Linked DNA regions of Sus scrofa: regions 2 and 3 are each linked to region 1. A link is a contact called in public Hi-C data. All regions are on one chromosome and are shown on one strand. The core of a region is the stretch at or near the end of the contact, and the rest is flanking DNA. Distances in the headings are between cores, read along the strand shown.

Region 1 (4,771 bases), core at 874-3,373:
TTTTAGCTCGAATTTTTAGAGGCACCATTTCGAGTGCCATCCCCCACTTCTGGGAATGTACCTTTCTGAGACAAGAACTAACAACAGCTGGGCAATGAAATGCCTTTCCAGGGCTTCTCCCACCTGAAAGCGCCTATTGACAATTATTTGTTAAAACTTCCTAGCATTTTCCCCCTTGGTTTGTCTCTTTGTTGTTGTTTATTGTTGTTGTTCGCCCTGCGTATTGAAACAGAGAAACCCTGGAAGGTAAAGTCCGAAGACCTGGTTCAAAGCCAGATACTTGGCTGTACTCTGGCCCACGCCTGCTCCGGTATTCACCTAACCCAAAGCTTTATCGTGAAGGCCCACCTCTTGGAGGGAGGCAGGGGGATCGCATAAGGGCTGAGTGAGCCTGTGTATTTGAAAGCCAGCCGTGCAAAGTGCACTCTTTGCTGAAATACTGAACGCCGAGTGCTTAGTGTCAAAATGCGTGCAGGTTTTGAGACCCATTTCTCAGGGGCTTGGTGTTTTCGCCAGCCCTCTGGGCCCCTGCGGCCCAAGCTTATCTAATCTCCCTTTCTCAGCCACACGGAAAAGCCCACGACCTCCCCGCCCCCAAAGCCCGAGCCACTGCAAGTCTTTTAAAGAATTCTCTCTGGTGTGTCGGTATTTTGCATAGCATGTACGTGCTGCCCATAACAAAACAGGAGCTGCCGGTTAACAATGTTAGCAAATAATGGAAATGCAGCGTGCATCCACTATATGCAGCTTCGAGGGTCTCCTTGCGGAAAGCAGCAGCATTTCTTTCAATCCCCCCCAAACAAGGCTGGAAATGGACTGCTCTACTTCAGATAGGCATTAGTAAACTTCTCAGAATGTCGAGCGTCTGCAACGCTGGGCGAGCCGGGCGAAGAGTGCCGGGCCAGGCCTGGGTGCAAGAGGAAAGAGGCGAACGCGGCCGTTTGCCGCAGGGCCGTGTTGTTTGCACGGCGCCGGCTGGGCACGGTCGGCGCGGAGCGCGGGAGAGGAGGGGAGGCTGGCCTCGGCGAGTGCGCCTGTGCACTCCGCCCCAAGGGCGGCTGCATCTTGGGGAGGGGGTGGGGAACACCGGCTCCGTTCACGGTCACGTACATGTAACTTGGTGCTGGCAACATATCCTTCCAGCCTCAGGCTCAGAATGCCTTTGGGAGCGGGGCAAGAAATGGCGGTTTGGGGGTGGGTGCTGCGGTCGGTGGCGGGGGACCCGCGGCCTGAAATGAGCCATGCGCCTCCTCGGCTCGAAAGTCAACCCTGCCGGCCCCTCGAAAAAGCGCAGGAGGGTCGCTCCGGAACGCTAGCCACCCTTGGGCGCGGGACCGGGCGTGGGGTGCGGGCGTCTGGTGGCGGGCACTTGGGAAGGCAGCCGAGGTCACTGAGCGCCGAGCCTGAGGACCAGCCGGTCCCTCGCTCCGCGCGCGCCGCCCCCTCCGGGCCCCCGGCCCAGGCGGCCGGGCGCGGAGCGGCGCCGGGCGGGGATCCTCGCGTGGGGCCCCGGCCGGGCATCCCGTGTCCCCGCCCCTCCCGGGCTCCCGCGGCGGCGGCGGCGGCGGCGGCCGGAGGGGGCGCTCGCGCGCAGGAGCCGGCGCAGCAGGTGCCGCGGTTACCTCCACCGCGCGGGGGGAGAGGGGGCGGGCCGGGGCGCGGGAGGCGGAGGGAGGCCGGAGAGCAGAGCCGGAGAGCGCGGCCGGCGCGGCACGCTGGCCCCGAGCGCGCGGCTTCCGGGAGGCGCCGGGGTCGGATAAATACATCCCGGCGCGCGGGGAGCGCGGAGTCGCCCGCACCGCCCGCGCCGCGCTCCGCAGGGCTCCGGCCGGCCGGCTCTGGCACAGGCGCGGCGCCCGCTCCTCCTTCTCGCGCGCCGGGCGCGGAGCCGCGGAGAGCGGCGGGCTCGGCCGCCGGCGCCCGGGCCGCTGAGCCGATGAGCGGCGGCGGCTGAGGGCCGCGGCCTCTGCCCGCCCTCCGCCCGGCGCCCGCCGGGGCCGCAGCCGGGGCGCGGGTGGCCGGGCATGGAGGCGCACTGACGCGCGCGGCGGCCGAGCGTCCCTGCGAGCGGCGGGCCCTCCTCGGCGGCGGCGGCGGCGGCGGCGGCGCCGGGCCCGCGCGCTCTGCCCGGAGCCCCGCGGGAGCCTCCGCCGCGCTCTATGCGCCTCTGCGGGCGCCGCGGGCCCGGGCCATGGCGATAGACCGGCGGCGCGAGGCGGCGGGCGGCGGGCCCGGGCGGCTGCCGCCCGCGGCCGAGGAGAACGGCGCCCTGCCGCCCGGGGACGCGGCGGCCTCGGCGCCCCTCGGAGGACGCGCGGGCCCCAGCGGCGGCGGCGACATCCAGCCGCTGCCCGCCCCGCACGCCGCGGGCGGCCCGCACCCGAGCCTCCTGTTGCTGGACTACGACGGGTCGGTGCTGCCCTTCCTCGGGGGCCTGGGCGGCGGCTACCAGAAGACCCTCGTGCTGCTCACCTGGATCCCGGCGCTGTTCATCGGCTTCAGCCAGTTCTCGGACTCCTTCCTCTTGGACCAGCCCAACTTCTGGTGCCGCGGGGCCGGCAGAGACGCCGAGCAGGCTGGGGTCACGGGCGCGGGCCGGTGGGGCGGCGGCGACCTGGCCAACTGGACCAGCCCCCCGACCACCCCCGCCTCCACCGCCGCCTGGGGCACGGCGGGCCCCCTTGGCAACGGCAGCGGCGCGGACGGGGGCGACGCGCCGCCACTGCCGTCCCCTCCGGACAAGGGGGACAACGCCTCCAACTGCGACTGCCACGCGTGGGACTACGGCATCCGCACAGGCCTGGTCCAGAACGTGGTCAGCAAGGTAAGGGCGGCGACCGCCCCGGCCCCCGCGTGCCCCTCCCGAGCGCTGTGTCCTCCGCGGTCCCTCCCCGCGCCCTCGTGCAGACCCAGGACCTGCAGTGCTGCGAGCCCGCGTGGCCACGCACCTCACGTGGGCTTGATCTCCCCCGTCCCTCAAACAGATGTGTTTGCCTGGGTGTGAAGCCAGGCTTAGTTAGGCAGCCCTCCGCGGGGGCGCCGGGGCACCTTAGCCTTCCCTAGTGGGTACCCGAACTCGCGTCCCAGCGCAGACACGGAAGGGGCGCCCCTCCCTCTGCAAAGACTCGAGCTCCCCCGCACGCCCCCCAGCTGTCAGTTCGTTCCGGCAGGGGTGGCCTTGGAGGGCAAGGCCTGATCTGTCACCAGGCGGCCCTGGAGGTCGCGCCTCTCAGGGTCCACGGGCTGGAGCCAAGACCTGGGCTCTGCCCTTTGCCCAGCCAGCTGCCTCCCAGTCTCCCACAAAGAAAGAGCATCCGGGAGAATCGTGCCTCTTCCCAGGTGTTCTTCCTGGAGGGCCTTGCCATCCAGCTCCGGCTTTGGACACAGACCAAAGCCAACTGGCCCCAGTTGTAGCCAGAGAAGCAAACAGCTTGTGAAAACGTTCCTTCCCTGTCCCCCAGCTCGGTCCTCCCCAAAGGCCCGCGTCGTTCACCCTGGACTTTGCCACCCCTGTGTCCCCTCACATGTCTTCTTGGGCGACCCCATGGCAGTGTAGGAAGGAGGGAAGCATCTGTGGGACTCCAGGGCCCGCCTGCTCCCACACAGCAGCTCTTTTGTCCAGGCGTGGAGACCCGCTCCTGGTCTGCTTTGGCTGAACAGCCCACTCGCTCAGGTCCCGGGCCCCCGCTGGCAGAGGCGCTGCATCCTGGGAGATGGAGCCGGAGTGTCGTGAGCTGTGCAGCGGGCATAAAGGTCGAGCCGGGGCAGCCCTAGAACATCGGTGCCCAGACCTCGACGGTTTTCTGGAGCCCTTAACATAGACGAGAGATCGTGCGCCAGGCTGTCAAACCAATCTGTGGGTTTTGCCATTTTGTGTTTTTCAATAAGTCATTTGCATTTCAAAGCGAATGTCGATCTTTCCCCCACTTCTGGGCAGTCCTGGGCAGTGTTTTCAATGCTTTGTTTAAATGCGGGGTTGAAATCGGACAGTTCACAAGAGTCCATGTGCGTGTATTTCACCCCTGCCCTCCCCCGCAACGCGTTAGTAAACAGTTGTGCCTCACGGAGGTGTAAGATGAAACTCTTACATCACCATAGCCGTTGTCTTCAGCTTGTACAGCCTGGTGAGAAATGATCCATCCCCCGGGAACTGTCGGGATTAGCTGTTAGAGGGGAAACTCCTTCTGGCTTGCTTCACCTTGGTCCCCTCCCCCGCCCCCAGGCAGCGCGTCCTTGGCAAAGGCGTTTCTGTGACTCTGTTTCCATCGTTGGAGGTCGGTGTGGTTTTTGTTTACCAGCCCCGAAAACTTAAGAACGGGGACTGTTTTAACCCTGCTGGTACGTCTGCGAAAGTCAGGATTGGCAACCTTTTCAGAGTCTTTGAGCCTCTTTCTAAAGTGGAGGAGGAATAACGTAGATTAACGCAGAGGTGTGTCGAGGGTGCTCGGTCCTGGGGTCCCAGGGGAGGCCATGTTCAAAGGTAGGAGGGGGGGACAGAGTATCAGTATCCTAGTGGGGGGACCCTGCGTCGGTGGTGGGAGGCGAAAGGAAAACAGTTCCTGAAAGCAGGCTTGTGGGGGCCCCTGGGAGTGCTGGGCAGGTGTTCTGAGTGAGCACCCCAGGGGGTCGAAGATGCCAGCATGCTTTGGGGTGCGTCGGGGACACGGCAGCCTGGGAGGTGGAGCCTGGGGGACAAGAGGTAGACACGGAAAAGGACGTATCGATTTTAACGCACCGATAAGGTCTAAATAAAGGACTGTCCTTCCTCGCT
Region 2 (4,771 bases), core at 1,084-3,583, 110 kb before region 1:
TGCTCAGCGGGTTAAAGATCCGGTGTTGCCGTGAGCTTTGGTGTAGGTTGCAGATGTGGCTTGATCTGGCGTTGCTGTGGCTGTGGTGTAGGACAGCAGCTGTAGCTCCAAGTCAACCCCTAGCCTGGGAACCTCCATATGCCCAAGGGTGCATCCCTAAAAAGACAGAGACACACACACACACAAATAGCTAAAGCCCTTCAGTCACAAAGGAAGGACACAGCAGGTAGAAGAGAAAGTCACCAACTGCAGGCTGCTAGCCTAGGGCATCCATATGCCATCTGTCCTTGGTGACAGCGCGGGGCCCCAGATGTGAGTTCTGCTCACACCCCACCCCTGGTGCTGTCATTTCGAGAATTTGTCCTGATTTGGGCGTTACCAGCAGGTGTTTTGGCTCTGATCCGTCATGAACTTGAGAAACCTGATGGGAGGGACCTCAGTGAGCTTTGAGAAGAAATTTTAAAGGAAGATTTATTTCATTTCTGTGCTGTGGCCCCGGAAGAGAGTTTCGAGTCTGTTGGTTGGTTGGTTTGGTTAAATGTTTTCCTTTCACATGTAACATCCCGTCTGTACGATGGGAAATGCTTTTAAAAAACCAAAGGAGGGTGCTTTCCAGCCCAGGAGAGGCGTAGGACGTGGGCGTTGGAGTCGGAGAGGACCAGGACGGTGGGCTGGGCTCAGACCCCGAGGGTCTGTGGTCCAAGCCTACAGAGTAATGTCTCCAGAGGCCCGACCAGGTCCTTCTTGCCTTTCTCTCCTTCATTCTGGAAAGCAGGTCACCAGGAGGATAAGGTTGCCAGATAAAACACAAGACACCAAGTGCGTCTGAATTTCAGGTAAACAGTGAATCATTTTTAGTTTGTCTGATCAATTGCATTATTCATTGTTTATCTGAAATGCACATCAAATTAGATGTCCTTTGTCTTTTGCTAATTCTGACAACCCTAAGAGAATGAGTGCAGAGCAGAGTGCATTTATCAGAATGAAGGGTACCCTGGTGCTTAGAAAGCTAAGCCTGGGCTAGCGTGCTTTACATCCTGTAAAATGGGTATAACTATTGTGTTTGCATTGATGGACAAGAGACTAATCTCCATGTAAATTGTACCTACAAAACATAAAAACGCATCGTCTGTGTCATAAAGTCAGTTGATTTAAGACCAGTATTCTAGATGCCATAAAGGTTGAGACATGCCGGTGCTTTCACTTGTCTTAGAATAAAGAAGCACTTTGTGGGGTGATTTATAGACTCGTCCTCTCCCTAGAAACCCTTCAGAGGATTTTGCATCTTCTCTCCTTCCCTCTGTTCCTTGTCCACAGCAAGCAGGCAGTCATGGAGCGGTCTGTGCGTGCGTGAGAGTGTGTGTGTGTGAATCTGAAATGCGCATCCTGAGACCTGCACCTGCTGCTCTCTCTCTTCCCTCTTGCTGCCCCAGCCTGCAGGGTGGTGGGAGGGCTGGACAGCCCAGGCGAGATGGGGAGAAGGTGGCCTAGTGCCCCTGTCTGGTGACATCTGGGATCCTGCTGGAGTGCCAGCTCGGGCAGTGTGGGCAGGGGCCCTGTGCCCGTGTGGCTGAGGAGGGTGGGCAGGATCATACAGTCCACTGACGAGCAGGGCCCCCAGTGACCGGGTCACGGGCGTCCGGCCTGTGCTCCCGGAGGTTGAGGGATGGATTCTTGGCCTTGACCGACTCTGGCTGGCACAGTGAAGAACCCCGGCACAGCCCAGGCCTTCAAAACCCCTCCTGCCCCGTGTCTGGGGCGCCCCTGGTTCCCAGGGCCCACGAGGTCTGGGCCTCTTAATTTCAGCCCTGTAGTTTGGGCAGCTAATTTTCTCACTACATGGACTTCAGCGAGTTGCCTGCAACGTGAACAACGCTTTGCCCTGTAAAATAAAACCAGCTCTTCTGAAACCTGAGATTCGGGGCCTGAAAATAGTTCAGGATCCGCCTCTGTGGTTTGGTCGTCGTCACGGGGACGGGTGAAACGTCCCGGGGAGTCTGAGTTGCTCCCTGCCTGGCAGCGCTCTGAAGGGTACGCGCTGCACCCTCCGGGGGAACAGAAACCCACCCCGGGTCTCGGGCTGTTAGTGCTCTCACTTCAGGGACAAAACACTGCACTTCTAGTAGCCAGTGAGGCTTCTGGTCACTGAACAAAGGGGGAAGCTCAGATTCCTGGAAGGAATCCGTGAGTCGTGTCTATGTTGGTTTTCTCTGCTAAAGACATAACTTTTCTCTTCCAAACCCAGCATTTAAATGATGTCTATCTATGGGCCCTGCTTACATGGCCCTGTGGTCATTGCAGCTGTGTCATTGGGGGTGGGTGGGTCCTGGGCCACTTCCCGGGGCTGCAGCTGCCACGCTGGCGGGGGACGGAGCTGGCCAGGCTGTTCCGCCTGGAGGAGCGTCTGATGGGCTCCCTGTGGCTTTCCGTGGACAGCATGAGGCCAAGGCTGTCTTCCCAGATAGCTTTTTCTTTTCAAGGCCACACCTGCGGCATATGGAAGTTCCCGGGCAAAGGGTCAAATCAGAGCTGCAGCTGCAGGTCTACAGCCACAGCCACAGCAACACGGGATCCGAGGTGCATTTGCAACCTACAGTGCAGCTCCCGGCAATGCGGGATCCTTAACCCACCGAGCAAGGCCAGGGATCAAACCCCCATCCTCATGGATATTAGTCAGGTTCTTAACCTGCTGAGCCACAATGGGAACTCCTTCCTGGACGGCTTTTGTGGAGGGTGACGGGGCGGCGGGTGCCGGCTGCGGGATGCGGGGGCTGCTGGTGGTTCCGTGTGACGTCGGGAGCGCACTTCCTGGTCCTGCTGTCTGACCGAGGCCGTTCTGTCTCCATCCAGGTCTGGTTGCCATAAAGGATGCTCACGACATAGAGACCAGGCTTAATGAGGTGGAGAAGCTGCTCAAGACCGTCATTGGCATGCCCCGGAAGGTGGGTGCGGCCGGGCTGGGGCGCCTCCCAGAGTCGGGCACGGGGGCGGGTGTCCCCCGGAGGCCTCGGGACTCCAGGGGCTCGGGGTCCCGCCCGGGGAAGAGGAAGCGGAGGGCGCGGTTTACGGTGGCGTGCGGGGGAGGGGTGTGGCGCGCTGGCACAGCCCGGGCCCTCGTGGTTCCCACTGTCCCCGTCCCGCCTGTGCCCGGGCCTTGCCCGGAGCCTGACAGATGTGCGGTCAGTCCCGTGGCCGCGGGCGCAGGCGTCCCACGGGCCACCTCGAGGGGCGCGTGTGGGACCACGGCCGTCTCTCCCCAGTACTCCAGGTCGGAAGTCGTGCTCACCTTCTTCGAACGCTCTCCCCTGGATCAGGTGTTAAAAAATGACAACGTCCACAAAATTCAGCCCAGCTTCCAAAGTCCGGTGAAAATATCGGGTAAGAGCCCCGGGGAGGGTGTGCGGGGTGGGGGGCAGCGCCGCTGCGGAAGCCGGAGGTTTCCCGAACCGCTCCCAGCCCAGCACCCACGCGTGGGCTCCGGAGAGACGGCCCCACAGAGGATGGGGGTTGTGGGGGAGGGGCTGTCCCTGGTTTTTATGAAGCCACCTGTTTCTACCCACTGACCTTCCTACTTCCAAAGCGAGTTATTTCTCACATACACTGGACTTTACCTAAATAGTCTCCGAAAGCATCAATGAGACATTTTGAAGTGAACAGGAATCCGTCGTCCAGCCCGCTGACCTGAAAGAGGTCCCGTGGAGGGGCCTTGGCTTTGTTCTTGGCTTTAGGGCAGCGAGGACAGAAGGGGACATGCAGCACAGGTCTGGCAAAGGGTGGCAGCAGTAAGAGGATGGTCAGCTGTCCGGTGGCTCAGAGGGGGCGCGTGCCTTCGGCCCATTGGCAGCATTCTCAGATCTGGCTGCCCCGTCCTTACAGCCTGGACTGTTTCTGCGGTGCAGTTGGTGGAGCCTGTGAGGGGCAGCGTGACTCACATTCAGGCCTCAGGTGGCCTCCAGGTTGACCAGCCGGGGGTCGGGGCTCCCCTAGAACCGAACCGGCCACCTGCCTGGCCCCCGTTCCGGAAGGGCTGTAGCCTCTGTGGGGATGCTTTGGCCGATGTAGCCTTGAGCATCCTTCAGCCCGTGTTAATCTAAAAGCATAGTACCAACTGTAAGAAATCTTAATTTTGCTTTTCTACACCACGGCTGCGTCTCTGCCGCTTAAAAGGAAGCGTCAACCCCAGCCTGGGTTTGGCTACTTGGATTAACTCATCAACCACACAATCAGATTATTCAGGTTTGGGAAGCCCGGAAATATAATTTCATTTTTCAGTAACCAGCAGTCTGTGCAGGCTCCACTTTAATTTTCACCACTCAGGGAGACTCTTATTCACCAGTCTGTGAAAAGGCACTGCTTTGGGTTTTGTTCTGTGGCTGGAAACACGGGGCATGTATTAGGAGAGGGGGTTGGAACGCGTGCGAGTGTGCTCTCAAGGCCGACTCTGTCTTCAGGGAAAAGGGGAAAGAAGAATGAATGAACTGAGGGATGATGGCACATGGACCTGTGAAAACAGGGCTGCAGGGAAAATACAAAATCAGCGCCAGGCAGACGGTAGTCACTGTTGGAGAAAAGATCCGTGGGCAGGTGCTGAGAGGAGAGGGCCAGAGCTTAAGGAGAACCAGCGTTTGCTGCATCTCGGTGCTTCTCCACCGAGATGCTTCTTGACTACAAAGAGAATGCTGGAGATGGGGGAGGGAGAGGGAGGGGCGGGGTGTTGGGGGTTGGTAGAGGCAAACGAGTACATTTAGGAAGGATGAGCAATGAGGTCCCG
Region 3 (4,771 bases), core at 828-3,327, 74 kb after region 1:
GAGGACACCCCCTGCGCCTCTGTCCTGTGTCCTCACAGAGGGCTCAGCTCAGTTCCCAAGGACCTGGGATGGCGTCTAGGCCTGGGTGGCAGTTGACGTGGGACTAGGAGACATGGAGGTGGCTGCGCAGAGCGAGACGGTCAGGGCCGACCTCGGGAGGTAGAAGTGACGCCCCCCCCCCCGCCCCCCGCTGCAGCTGAGCTGGTGCCTGACATCTGACCATCAGGGCACAGTTCTCTATTTTAAGCCACACAGGATCCTTGCCCTGGCGGCCACACAGCAAGCCTCCGGAATCATTTCCACCTCATGGTGACCAAGTTTATCTGACTCCCTTGAAGGAGTGGACCGGGTGGGGTGGGCACAGGGCGGGGAGGCGCTCCAAAGGCAGACATGCCCACTTTCCATTTTGTTTTTTTTCTTTTTCAGAAGGGGATTTTTTTATTGTGGTAAAAGATACTGTGAAATTTACCATTTTAGCTATTTTAAAGTGTGCAATCCAGTAGCATTGAGTGGGTCACATTGTGGTACCACCGTCTGTCTGTCTCCGGAACGTGTGCCTCTTGCAGAACCCAAACGCCGTCCCGTTAAACTCTGATTCCCCGTCCCCCTCCCCGTCGTTCGAACCCCCGAGCCCCACCCTCCACTTCCTGGCTCTGTGAATGCGGTGACTTTAGGGGCCTCATGTGGGTGGAATCCTGCAGGCCCTGTCCTCGTATGACCGGCGTCACGTCCTCCAGGTCCATCCGTGTTGGGACACGTGTCAGGATTTCCCGTCTTTTCAAGGTTGAGCCGTGTCCCGTCGCCCGGCAGACCATGTTTTGTTTCTCCATCCACCCTCAGAGGGAATTCGGATCACGTCCCCCCTTTGGCTGCTATGACGCATACGCTGCTGTGCGCACGGGGGTACAGACACCCCTTCTCAGTCTCCGCTTTCGGTGATTCGGGGTCCATACCCAGAAGCGGGATTGCGGGGTCATACGGTAGTTCTGTGTCTTGAGCTTTTTGAGGACCCTCCGTCCCGTTGTCCCCGCACATGCGCGTGTTCCGTCCCCACGAGCAGAGCCGGGCTCCCCTCTCCGCGTCCGTGCCGTCCTCGGGGCTGTGACGGGGTCTCACGGAGTCTGGACGAGCGTGTTCCTGGGGGCGGCGAGCGTCTGCATCCCGCCTGTCGGCTCCGTCCGGCCTCCTTGGTGTCCGTTTGTTTGAAACTTGCCCTCGGGTGGCTGTTCATGCCCGCGGGACCCACTGGGTGAGGAGGGTTGGAGGTGCCAGCACCAGGCGGCGGGCTCAGCAGCCTCCGCGTCTGCCCGGTGGTGGCGAGTCCTCCTCGAGGCGTGCATCCCGGGGCGTCCCGGCGCGAGACGGGTCTCAGTGCGTGTGTCCCTAACCCCCCTTCTCTGTGCCCATCCCGCTCTCAGTTGAAACGCCCTGGGAGTCCGGTTGTGGCCTGTCTGGTCTCTGACCCGTCTCTGTGACACCAAGTTAGTTTCCCTCTTGGCAGTTGTGTGACGGGACTTCCTGGCCTCCTGTCGTCCTGAATGACAGAGACACATGGGTGGGGGCAGCAAACGGGGTGTGGAACTGGCAGATGGTGGAGCCCTGCTTCAGAGGCGCCAGGGGGGCGGAGAGCAGGGCCACCCGAGCCGCGTGGCTCCTCCCTGTGGCCCTCTCCTCACGCAGCTGTGGCTCCTGGCCTTGTCACTGTGGCTGAAACAGGCCCTCCCAGGGACTTTGGATCCTGATAACAAGCCAACTCTGGCCTCTCCCGCACGGCTCTCTTTCCGGGAGTGAGCTGCTCTGCCAGGCCCCCTCCCAGCCCTTCCCCTCCTGCCACCCACAAGGCAGGACAGCGAGACCGACGTGCCCCCGGGCCCAGCTTCAGCGCTGCTTCCCCTGCGGAGCCCTCCCCAGGGCTCCCTCCCGCCTCCGCACACCACTTGTCTGGGCAGCTAGTCCCGTGCCTCCTGCCTCAGACGGTCGGCCCCCCGAGGCCCGCAGGCCGCTCCCTCGTCCTGGCTTCTCCTAGTGTAGCGTTTCTGCATGAGCCCTGCTGAGTGGGCAGACAGGGTGCGTGTATTTTGCACAGCTGTCCTTCTGTTTTCTGTGACTCATCGTTATTCAGTGTCTTCTCCGGGTCAAGAGTCGGACATGTGACTTTGAGTAAGAGCACAGTTCCTAGACTCAAGCTGCTTTTAATCTGGGAACCAGAAAGGGTGAGCCTGGATTTGTGTGTATGGCACACGCATTTAGATGTCTTTTGGATATTTAGAGGAAGCCAGCCCGGCCTGTGGAGTTCAGTCTTTGAAGCGGTTAAGATCTGTGGCCAGGGCAGGGCGTGGGAGCAGGGAAGACGACCCATCTGAGCCCGAGTCCCCTTCCTCATGTGGCTTGGTTGGGGGACGGTCCTGTGCCACCCCGGGCGCCCAGCCTGCCTTGACCTCAGAGTGCTGTCTGGATAATTATTAGCGCAGACTTCCTGAGGAGGCCGGAGCAAGTCCTCCAGCTGGTGTTTGCACTGGGGGGGGGTTACTGGGCTTTTGGCCTTTGCTTAAGGCGAGGGAGGGTTTGTTTGGTGTAAACAATGATAAATATTCCCCGGCCCCTAAATGCCGCTGGACCTTAGGGACTCGGGGCGTGTGATGTGGCCTGCAGCGCTCGCCCGCCTCTGGCTTTGTGTGCCTTTTGGTTGTGTCCTCCCCAGGCAGTGCGGCTGGGGTGACTGCTTGAAGACGGTGTGTTCGGGCTGCTGCAGCCCCAGGCCGACCACGGGGCTGGGAAGCAAAAAGCCTGGGCCTGTGCATGTCCTCGCGTCAATGACCAAAAGCCTTGAAGGTGCCTTTTTCCCATCTTAGAAATGGGCACAAGGCCCAGTGTCCTTAATTACAGGATCCGCGAGGGCTTACGGGGCAGTGCGTCTGGAAGGGCTCTGAAGGGCCCGGGTGTCACCGGCCCCGACTGTGATGGCTGCTGCCGTCACACCCCAGGCGGCCAAGCCGGGCTGGGCTCACCGCTGGGCCGGCGAGGACAAGAAAACACGGTTACAGCAAAGCTCCAGACCCGGGAAGCAGTGTCCTACGTGGAGGGGAGGGGGTCCTGGCCGCGGGTTCGGTTCTGAAATACACCCTCCGCCGCTGCTGCTGAAGCCTGGCCAGTGCCGCGGAGGCGCGGCTGCAGGGCCGTGCGTGGCGCCTGTGTTTTCGGAAGCGGACGAGGAAGTGGGCGACTGCCAGGTCCTCGTCTCCGTGGATTCCCTTGCTGGGCAGGCGCTGCTGACGCCAGGCCCGGTCTGGCTGGATTGGAGGCCCTGCTTGGCGATCCAGCCCCGTCAGCTGTTGGGCAGCTGACCGGTTCCTCCTGGATGTTCTGGGCGCCCGCAGGCCGCTCCCCAGGAGTGCGTGTGCCTGGTTTCTCGTGATCGTGGGAACTAGGGTTACCCATCTTCACCCCCACCTGCAGGCTCAGCCGCCAAGCGTTGTTAGAATGTCCAGCCCTCCCGGCCAGCAGCACCGCTCCCCCTGCCCCATCCCTGAACCCCTGTCACTCCTGTCACCCCGTGGCCCCCCTTCGCCCATCTGTACTCGTCCCCGAGCAGCGTCCCGAACGCCCTCTGGCACTGCTTTGCCTTTAAAAACTTTCAACAAGTGGAGTCCTATGTGCTTGGTGTTCTGAACGTCCCTTTTTTCTGCTTAAGCTCAGCGCTGCGCTTCGGAGGCTCGTCCACGTTTGGGCGGGAGGAGCAACCCGGGGCTGCATCGGCCCTGGTGGTCGGGTTTGCTCAGGACTGAACTGGGGTCTTAAGAAATAGCAAACAGGTGTAGTGGATGAGCCAGAAATAGCCTGTGCTTCTGTTTCCTCCGTGTTGAAATTTAATCTTGGGAGGCACGGGAGGGACAAGTCCTCTGCAGCCGGGGGCAGGGCTGTGGGGGCGTGGGGGTGCCCAGATCAAACCCCACCTGCAGCAGCCCGGACGGTAGCCTTGCTGGGCCTCTTCCTGCCCTCGCCCGCAGCCCCTGCCCCCTTTCTTCCTACAGACGGCGAGAAGGAAGGATGCCCTCTTGCCAGGAATAGCGGGTGAGGCACCGAAGAACAGCAGGCGTGTCTTGCTCTTCGTTTCCGTTTCAGGTCGCGGGCTTCTGACCGTGTGCGGGAGTTCACCTCTGTCCTCTAGATACTCTTACTTCTGATTTTCACTTTGAGGATGAGGGAACTGCTGGTAGTGGGGCCTCGATTCACCTTGTTTTATTCTCACAATGTCCAGGGGAAGAGATGCTGGCCCCAATTTGGGAGGGAGATGCCCTGTTTTGTTTGGGGAGGACAGTGACCCCCCCAGAGAGGGTGGGGGCCCGGAACCCACAGAAGGGTCTTGGAAACTCCGTGCTGCCCAGGTGCAGGCGCTGTTTTCTTTCCTTGCTGTTAAATTCGGTCATAGAAGCCTCGGTATTTTTCCAGTTTCCTATTTAAAGGAACAGGTGTGGCACAAAGCCCCCAGGTGTGCTGCGGTTTTAGGGGCAGCATCCCCGCTGTGCCCTCTGACCCCAGCGCGTTGCATCGAGGACGTCATTGCGTGTTCCCCGGAGAAGACGTTGCATCGTGAGACCCAGTCCCGCGGTGACCTGGCCCGGGCGCCTCCTCCCGTTGTGGACATTCGCTCATTACTTGATTGCTTGGTGGGAACCTAGTGACGGCGTGGACACTGAAGCCTGGGTGACCCGTCCAATGCCCCGTCTCCACCCTGACCCTCGTAACAGGGGCTCCTGCTGGAAAACAGAGC

The links. A called contact is a pair of places that touch in the nucleus more often than the background predicts.
Region 2: a contact with region 1 is called in a Hi-C map of skeletal muscle, with 2.1 times the contacts expected there. The contact joins the enhancer-like site here to the promoter of SLC22A23 in region 1. A contact is called at or near these places in 1 of 5 promoter capture datasets (liver) and 3 of 47 Hi-C or Micro-C datasets (alveolar macrophages, liver and skeletal muscle).
Region 3: a Hi-C map of skeletal muscle shows a contact between it and region 1, with 3 times the contacts expected there. The contact joins the enhancer-like site here to the promoter of SLC22A23 in region 1. A contact is called at or near these places in 2 of 5 promoter capture datasets (fetal liver and liver), 7 of 47 Hi-C or Micro-C datasets (alveolar macrophages, liver, psoas muscle and 1 more) and 1 of 2 datasets of contacts at active chromatin or transcription factors (skeletal muscle).

Annotation. Positions count from the first base shown.
Region 1 is chr7:2,129,130-2,133,900 of Sscrofa11.1, reverse strand. SLC22A23 (solute carrier family 22 member 23) reads left to right here and starts at 2,123. Exons shown (of 11, transcript XM_013977405.2): 1 at 2,123-2,824. The coding sequence starts at 2,192.
Region 2 is chr7:2,234,958-2,239,728 of Sscrofa11.1, reverse strand. PXDC1 (PX domain-containing protein 1) reads left to right here. Exons shown (of 6, transcript XM_001928852.5): 2 at 2,851-2,942; 3 at 3,261-3,378. Among named protein-coding and RNA genes, the nearest start is that of PXDC1, 12 kb to the left of the region's middle. Within about 2 kb of position 2,333, at least 9 of the 83 cell types and tissues checked have an H3K27ac peak or open chromatin away from gene starts, as enhancers often do. A contact at or near this core is called in skeletal muscle, where this site is marked.
Region 3 is chr7:2,054,742-2,059,512 of Sscrofa11.1, reverse strand. The region is part of intron 3 of SLC22A23 (solute carrier family 22 member 23); the gene reads left to right. Among named protein-coding and RNA genes, the nearest start is that of SLC22A23, 75 kb to the left of the region's middle. Within about 2 kb of position 2,077, at least 48 of the 83 cell types and tissues checked have an H3K27ac peak or open chromatin away from gene starts, as enhancers often do. A contact at or near this core is called in alveolar macrophages, fetal liver, liver and 1 more, where this site is marked.